2 separate regions of the Mus musculus genome follow, and region 1 is linked to region 2. A link is a contact called in public targeted proximity ligation data. All regions are on one chromosome and are shown on one strand. The core of a region is the stretch at or near the end of the contact, and the rest is flanking DNA. Distances in the headings are between cores, read along the strand shown.

Region 1 (4,058 bases), core at 1,459-3,958, 200 kb before region 2:
ATAACAGGAGCAGAGTCCATGTAGTTTTTCTGAGAAAAGGAGGAGAAGGAGGAGGAGGAGGAGGAGGAAGAGGAGGGCACCAGGAGATAACTGACTTATTTGTAGTCCCTTTTCCTATTTTTTTAAAGTCTGAGAACATATCAGACAGCAAATATATCCTGAGACAATATCGGCTGCTAGACAGCTCATGAAAGCTTTGTGAACTGCAACTGGTCAACAATGTCTGACCTGGACACAGGGAAAGGCAAGCGTGGGAAACTCTGCTGGCATTTGTCTGCAGAGACAATCAACCTACAGAACAAGGCAAATCAGGTAGGAACTGGGACAAAATGATTTTTTGATGTTCCCCCGAGAGGATCAGAGCTTCTGTTCCTAGTTGCAAATATTCCAGCTGGTCCTATGCATATCATATATGCATGAAACTCTATTCGTATGAGTGGAATGGCTTATGAAGTGGACCCAGTGGACTGAATAATTGAAAAAACTGCTCTGCAGAGGGCAGAGCTGGGAGCTTTGGACAGGAGGGCTAAACCACTTAGTGCTTTGAGGTGCCCTGATCATCTATGTTCCGGATGTGCCTCTTGGTCTCTAAAGTAGAGAGCTGGGTTTCATTGCCTGGAATGATAACCTGGGGAGGTAGGACTATCAACACACACACACACACACACACACACACACACACACACAATTGTTTTGCTGGCAATTTGGGAAATACAAACTATATTTTTCTTGAAATGCACTCAGTACATCAATCAGCTAGAAAATGCTGACAGGTCCAAGGGGACAACTGGAGTGAGTTTAATAAACATTCTCTTTACAGAGATGAAAGAAACCAAGCAAGAGTAATTAAACACTAGAGGACAAGCAACCATGAGGGGACTCTTCCACTCCTAGCCTTTAGGACAGCAGGAGGGAAGGGCTCTGCCAGGGACCTGTGAATGCTGTCACCAAACTAGAGAGCTGCTAAGTAGAACCATGGCTGTGGGGACTCAGCTTTTCCCCTCCCATCTCTGGTATCCTGGCAGAAGGCTCAGAATCTGCCTAACATTCCTGGAGACAGACCTCTGTGGCCACACAGCTAGGTGTGGCATCGTAAATATATTAGAAATGTCAACAGAGAACGGGGGTGGGGGTGGGAGTGGGGAGGGAGGGAAGGATGCTGGGCTGAGGCACCACATTCATCTCGTTCAGATTGGCCAAGTCACCACTGCTTAGAGGCCAATACTATTTAAATCCATTTTCCTTGATCTAACTTGTTTGGAATAATGTTCTGTGGTTTGTTTTTGTTGGTGATAAAGTTTCTTTTAATTTTAGTTAAAGGTTTCTTGCAAACATGTCACTTTTTCCCATGAAAAGGAAGCAACAGCTGTGGTCTAGCTAACAGTCATGGTATCGGGCATGGCTCAATGTCTTCATCACTACAAGTCCTTTTGAACACATTGGCCTGGGACCTCATGTACAGCCCTGGGTGGTGAAGATTCAAAAGCTGCATCATTCAGAGCAGCTATTTTCAACCTGTGGGTCATGACCATTTGAGGGGTCGCAAATCGGATATCCTGTATATAAGATATTTACATTACGATTCCTCACAGATGCAAAATTACAGTTATGAAGTAGCAACAAAAGTAATCCTATGGTTGGGGGTCAGCACAACATGGAGAAATGTATTAAAGGGTTGCATTAGGAAGTGGAAACCACTGCTTAGAGCCTTCTCTGTGTATGCTTATTATCTGACATGCGCATGGTCCCATCAGATAGGCAAAGCCTTTCCCTATGAAACATTTGTGTGAATGTTGACAGCGTATATAGGAAGTTTCAACCACAGCTTCCTGCTGGATCTTTACAGCCTAAGACTGCTCTCTCATAAACCTTCTAGGTAGGTTTATGAGTAGCTAAACCTGCTTCCTCCTTGTTCCGCTATATACAGTAAACCTGCCACCTCAATTCAGATGTGTAAAAGAAATGCGTTCAGTTTTCGGCTGCTGTGTCTCCATTGCAGTGCTTGGTCCACCTGAGCCTAGCTTTCTGTACATGTCTGTGTGTCTGTCCTCTCTTCATTCCCTGATGTCTGAGTTAGGTCAATCACTGAGCTCTGCAGAGCACTCTTCTCCTTGATGACAGAGGACTTTGACTCAGTTGGAGCAGTTTTTTTTTTTTTTTTTTTTTGTACAGCAAAAAAAAAAAAAAACAGAAATAAAGAGAAAGAGGAGGACCAATTTTTATTTAATACATAACATGTGCCAGGATGCTAAAGTTTTAAATATGCACAATGTCATTTAATAGCCATCAAAATTGTGAGGAAAACACCATTATTATTTCCATGTTAACAATGTGGGAACAAGTTGAGAGAAATTGTAACCACATAACTATTAGGTCATACCAGATGAAACTGCCAATATTCAATCATGTTTGATGAATGTGTCAACTTCATATGACTCCACAATGTGGAGTACATTGCAGAATCAGCTTTAAAATCAAGAGTAAGCTCATTGTGACTAAGCCTTTGTGAGTGACCAGGGAAACCTTGATAACGCAACTGAAGTATTACATTAAATAATGTTCCTACGCCTGGGACACAGTGAAGCTCACAAAATGTTCTTTTTGTGTGTGTTAATTGTATTCTGCCTGCTGTTCTTACTCCCTGGGGGAGGCAGTGTACAGCTGTCTGAACAGATGTGGTCAGTAAGACTGGGAGGAGGCCTCTTGCTGTTGACTAGGTCCCATCCCAGGAACCTGGAAGGTTCCAGCTTTGTTATCAGTGCCTCCCCCCACACCCCATGTGCCTCCACTCCTGTTTCTCGGGGAATTTCTTCTGCCTTGCAGTTCTAAGTCAGCTCTCTTGTCCAGATCAGAGTGAGTGTTATGATCATTAGGTCTTCCCTGGTCCCTATACCTCGTGATAGCCCAGAAGTTTCACTTCATCATCAAATCCATCCCTGGAGTTGAAGTGCTAGAGAGCTGGGGATGGATGGAAGGGCAGCTGCCTTGTTGACTGTGTTATGTGGATATGTGAGCTGACTGAGTTCACATGATTACTTCTGGCAAGGAAACTGGTTCAAAATTCCTCCTCTCTTTACTTGGCAAGAGGAAAGAGAAGACTCTCTTGGCTGAAGGGTGTGCTGTTTGGGTTTGGTTTTAGGGCTTGGGGAAACTTTGTCTCTAAAAAAACAATAGTATAGGATTATCAGATTTAACAAAGCAAAATGCCAGACTTGTAGATAGATTTGAATTTTAGGAGTATATTCTATGCAATATTTGAGCCATATTTCTATCAAAAATCGCTGCTTATCTAAAATTCAAGTTTGACTCTGTGCTTTTGGCTTGAGTAGGGCTCTCTGTAAGTCAGGTGTGTTGTCACCGTGGCATATAAAGAGCTGAAGTGTTCAGGGCTGATTAAGCTATGAGGCTGTTCCTTCATGAACTATGGGATCAAGGCCCTTATACGATACTTTGAGTCAGCGTTCAGTGAGCTTGCCTTATGCTTTTAGGATACAATCTTCTCTGTAGAATGCACCAAAAAGGCACCATCTTGACTGCAGAGAGCAGTTTGAACCTACAACACAACTGCCTGTGTCTTGATCTTGAAGTTCTAGCCTCCAGAGCTGAGGGATACAAACACTATTTATATTGCTCAATCCATAGAATTCTGTCACAGAGTAAGACACTCTTCTGATTTGTTGTTGCCCTGAAATACCATGACCAAAAGCAACAAAGGGCAAGAGAGGGCATATTTCATCTTACATTTCTTGGTTGAAATTCATCATTAAGAGAAATCAGGGCAAGAGCATGAAGCAGAAGCCATGGAGGAATGATGCTTACTGGCTCACTCTCTGGCTTGTTCCCTGGCTCACATTCATCTAACTTTCTTATATAGCGTAGGCTCACTTGCTAGGGATGATGTCACTGCCCACAGTGGGCTAGGCCCTCAAACAATAATCATCTATAAGTGCTAGTGCTTATCATCAAGCCAGGATTCTTTGCAATCATCAGTCAAGATAATTTCTCACAGACACAGCCATGGTCACAGGACATTCTGATCAGAGCAATCTCTCAATGGA
Region 2 (4,610 bases), core at 56-2,555:
GGATCCACTGCTGTGGGTGACTATGTGGTTGTCTTAATCGGGGTTTCTATTCCTGCACAATCATCATGACCAAGAAGCAAATTGGGGAGGAAAGGGTTTATTCAGCTTACATTTCCACATTGCTGTTCATCACTGAAGGAAGTCAGGACTGGAACTCAAGCAGGTCAGGAAGCAGGAGCTGATGCAGAGGCCATGGAGGGATGTTCTTTACTGGCTTGCTTCCCCTGGCTTGCTCAGCCTGCTCTCCTATAGAACTCAAGACTACCAGCCCAGAGATGGTCCCACCCACAAGGGGCCTTTCCCCCTTGATCACTAATTGAGAAAATGCCTTACAGTTGGATCTCATGGAGGCATTTCCCCAACTGAAGCTCCTTTCTCTGTGATAACTCCAGCTGTGTCAAGTTGACACAAAACTAGCCAGTACAGTGGTCATCCTAGGCAAACTCCATGGGGCGTTCAGTTTCCCTGCTGTTAACTTCCCTTTCTCTACGTCTGGCTGGAGGCCACCTGAAGTCAGCTATCTTCTCCTATATTTACTACATGCCTGGCTGGCTGTCAGGCATCACAGGTGGCAATGCCACATGGAACATGTCTGTCCAGGGGGTAAAGACACTCAGCAATACAACAAAGACACCTGAGGGGGGGGGGTAGTTTTGGAAGGTGAGTGAGACCTGTCTTGTATTATTCACATTAGTTTCTTCCCCTATATTCCTCAGCATTCGGTCCTGCTTCTCTCTCTTCCCCTCATCAATGCTAAGTTGCTGATTTCTCCTGATCCTAAGACCTTCCCTATTGGACAGAGGTAATCAGGGTGATATGTTTCCTCCTGGAGCTTATGTATATACACAAGGCATGGCCAGGAAGCAGAAAGAATAGTCCTAATTCATGCTTTTATTTTTTTTAACTCTTGTTTTTAAATCCCAATGTATCTTTAATAACATGTCTGTAGGTAAAGAGTCACAGGCTGTGATGGTGGCCTGGCAGCTCACATTCCTTCCACCTCTGCCACATCCAGGCCCATGAGATGACTGCTACATGTTTACATTTTGTAGTCACACCCATGGCTGGAAAAATGAGGAAATGAGGTGTGTGTGGGGAGGGGTGGGGGGGTTTCTCCTATTGAAGCTTGGTTTCCCATCCAGGAAGAGATTTCTTCCCGAATTGGCCCAAACCAACCAAGTTGAGGAAAATAACATACTTCACAGTCAAGATTCTTATTTTTCAGTTTGTATTTTTTCACATGGCTTACTCACAGTGACTCATACGAAGATTCACACACAATGTGAGCCTTGGCTTTGCCTTTGATAGAGATGACTGCCTACAGCGAGGCTGTAGTTGCTTAAATAACTTGAATTCTGCTCATTCAACATCCCTGTTTCTGTGCCAACAGGGACAGGAACAGCCATGACGACAAAATTGCAATGGTTTGTTTTTTTTTTAAACTGTAAGTTTTCATTGGTCTTAGAAGAAGAGTCAAGAGCAGGGTTGACTCCGAAGTACATGGAGTATAGGAGACTTTCTGCCCCTAGGAAGGTGCCTACTCTTATGTACACCCCCAACTTGCTAGGCCACTTTAAGGCGATGTGTATGGGAAGGATACATATCTACATGGTGAAACTGAGAAGCGGCACTTGAATGGGATGGTCACAGCTCAAAGCAGGACTTAGGGGCAGAGTAACTGTGGACAGGAAGAGACTGTAGCAGTGGATGAATAAGGGTGGAAGGCAGGGAAGGCAGAATGGCTTGAATGGTTCAAGCTACAAAGAACACTAAACAAGAAATACAATGACCAGGGAAGAAATGAGAAGGAATCCTGCAGGGGCCTGAAACTGGAAAAAAGTCTATCACTCTGAAGGACCAGAAGTTGGCTTTTCACAGGGAGGTGAGTCTCTAGAAGGAGTAAACAGGCCACTATGTAGTGAGGAGCTAGACCTCTTTCAATCCGCTTCTATAGATTCACAGGACATTCATTTGAAGGCTAAGGTGGTTCTGCAGAGGGTTTGGTAATCTGGAGATTTGGAAACTGATAGAGATCTGTTGGAGATTGGTTTTAATGAATTGATTCAATCAGGAATCTGCGTGCCCAAATGCTAAAGGTCCTTGTCCCAAGTTGGTTTTTGATCAATCAATAAAGATGCCAATGGCTAATGGCTGGGTACAGGGCAGGACACTTAGAGTTGTTTGGGTAGGACAAGAGAGGAACGGGGCAGATTTGCCATGTCTAGGGTAAGAAGAATATAACACGGTAGTGGCAGGAGATAAAGCCAACCAGCCATGTGAGATTTCAGATTAATGGCCACTGGCCACTTTTTCTATTGGGCCTGGGGTAGCAGGGGAAGTTTTAGGACTGCCCAGCCTTTGAGGTAGCCAAGGCATTTAAAAATAAGCTAATGTAATCTACAGATTCAATGCAATCCCCATCAAAATTCCAACTCAATTCTTCAACGAATTAGAAGGAGCAATTTGCAAATTCATCTGGAATAACAAAAAACCTAGGATAGCAAAAACTCTTCTCAAGGATAAAAGAACCTCTGGTGGAATCACCATGCCTGACCTAAAGCTTTACTACAGGGCAATTGTGATAAAAACTGCATGGTACTGGTATAGAGACAGACAAGTAGACCAATGGAATAGAATTGAAGACCCAGAAATGAACCCACACACCTATGGTCACTTGATCTTCGACAAGGGAGCTAAAACCATCCAGTGGAAGAAAGACAGCATTTTCAACAATTGGTGCTGGCACAACTGGTTGTTATCATGTAGAAGAATGCGAATCGATCCATACTTATCTCCTTGTACTAAGGTCAAATCTAAGTGGATCAAGGAACTTCACATAAAACCAGAGACACTGAAACTTATAGAGGAGAAAGTGGGGGAAAGCCTTGAAGATATGGGTACAGGGGAAAAATTCCTGAACAGAACAGCAATGGCTTGCTCTGTAAGATCGAGAATTGACAAATGGGACCTAATGAAACTCCAAAGTTTCTGCAAGGCAAAAGACACCGTCAATAAGACAAAAAGACCACCAACAGATTGGGAAAGGATCTTTACCTATCCTAAATCAGATAGGGGACTAATATCCAACATATATAAAGAACTCAAGAAGGTGGACTTCAGAAAATCAAATAACCCCATTAAAAAATGGGGCTCAGAACTGAACAAAGAATTCTCACCTGAGGAATACCGAATGGCAGAGAAGCACCTGAAAAAATGCTCAACATCCTTAATCATCAGGGAAATGCAAATCAAAACAACCCTGAGATTCCACCTCACACCAGTCAGAATGGCTAAGATCAAAAATTCAGGTGACAGCAGATGCGGGCGTGGATGTGGAGAAAGAGGAACACTCCTCCATTGTTGGTGGGATTGCAGGCTTGTACAACCACTATGGAAATCAGTCTGGCGGTTCCTCAGAAAACTGGATATAGTACTACCGGAGGATCCAGCAATACCTCTCCTGGGCATATATCCAGAAGATGCCCCAACTGGTAAGAAGGACACATGCTCCACTATGTTCATAGCAGCCTTATTTATAATAGCCAGAAGCTGGAAGGAACCCAGATGCCCCTCAACAGAGGAATGGATACAGAAAGTGTGGTACATCTACACAATGGAGTACTACTCAGCTATTAAAAAGAATGAATTTATGAAATTCCTAGCCAAATGGATGGACCTGGAGGGCATCATCCTGAGTGAGGTAACACATTCACAAAGGAACTCACACAATATGTACTCACTGATAAGTGGATATTAGCCCAAAACCTAAGATACCCAAGATATAAGATACAATTTCCTAAACACATGAAACTCAAGAAAAATGAAGACTGAAGTGTGAACACTATGCCCCTCCTTAGAAGTGGGAACAAAACACCCTTGGAAGGAGTTACAGAGACAAAGTTTGGAGCTGAGATAAAAGGATGGACCATGTAGACACTAGCATATCCGGGGATCCATCCCATAATCAGCTTCCAAATGCTGACACCATTGCATACACTAGCAAGATTATGCTGAAAGGACCCTGATATAGCTGTGTCTTGTCAGAGTATGCCTGGGCCTAGCAAACATAGAAGTGGATGCTCACAGTCGGCTATTGGATGGATCACATGGCCCCCAATGAAGGAGCTAGAGAAAGTACCAAAGAAGCTAAAGGGATCTGCAACCCTATAGGTGGAACAACATTATGAACTAACCAGTACCCCGGAGCTCTTGACTCTAGCTGCATATGCATCAAAAGATGGCCTAGTCGGCCATCACTGGAAAGAGAGGCCCATTGGACACGCAAACTTTATATGCCCCAGTACAGGGGAACGCCAGGGCCATAAAAGGGGAGTGGGTGGGTAGGGGAGAGGGGGTGGGTGGCTATGGGGGACTTTTGGTATAGCATTGCAAATGTAAATGAGCGAAATACCTAATAAAAAATGGAAAAAAAAAAAAAAGAAAAAGTAAAAAAAAAAAAAAAATAAGCTAATGTGTGTGTATGTTTCTTTCATTCGAGGATCCAAAGATAGTTCCTGGGTGTCTGCGAGAATGCACGTCGGGAGTGAAAGCAGAGTAGCAAAAATTCCCGAAACAGAGATCAGTCAAGCTGGATACTCTAGGTTCTGTAG

Evidence for each region.
Region 1: a targeted proximity ligation map of pancreatic cancer cells shows a contact between it and region 2. A contact is called at or near these places in 2 of 39 promoter capture datasets (liver and stem cell-derived epiblast-like cells), 18 of 484 Hi-C or Micro-C datasets (3T3-L1-derived adipocytes, the AtT-20 cell line, the HPC-7 cell line and 10 more), 2 of 130 datasets of targeted methods (pancreatic cancer cells and pro-B cells) and 1 of 9 other capture datasets (embryonic stem cells).

What each region holds. Positions count from the first base shown.
Region 1 is chr19:27,335,316-27,339,373 of GRCm38.p6, reverse strand. It overlaps Kcnv2 (potassium channel, subfamily V, member 2), which reads right to left. Exons shown (of 2, transcript NM_183179.1): 2 at 2,195-4,058. Among named protein-coding and RNA genes, the nearest start is that of Gm35554, 7.4 kb to the left of the region's middle.
Region 2 is chr19:27,131,261-27,135,870 of GRCm38.p6, reverse strand. All of the region lies in intron 6 of Gm35438 (a long non-coding RNA gene), which reads left to right. Among named protein-coding and RNA genes, the nearest start is that of Vldlr, 83 kb to the left of the region's middle.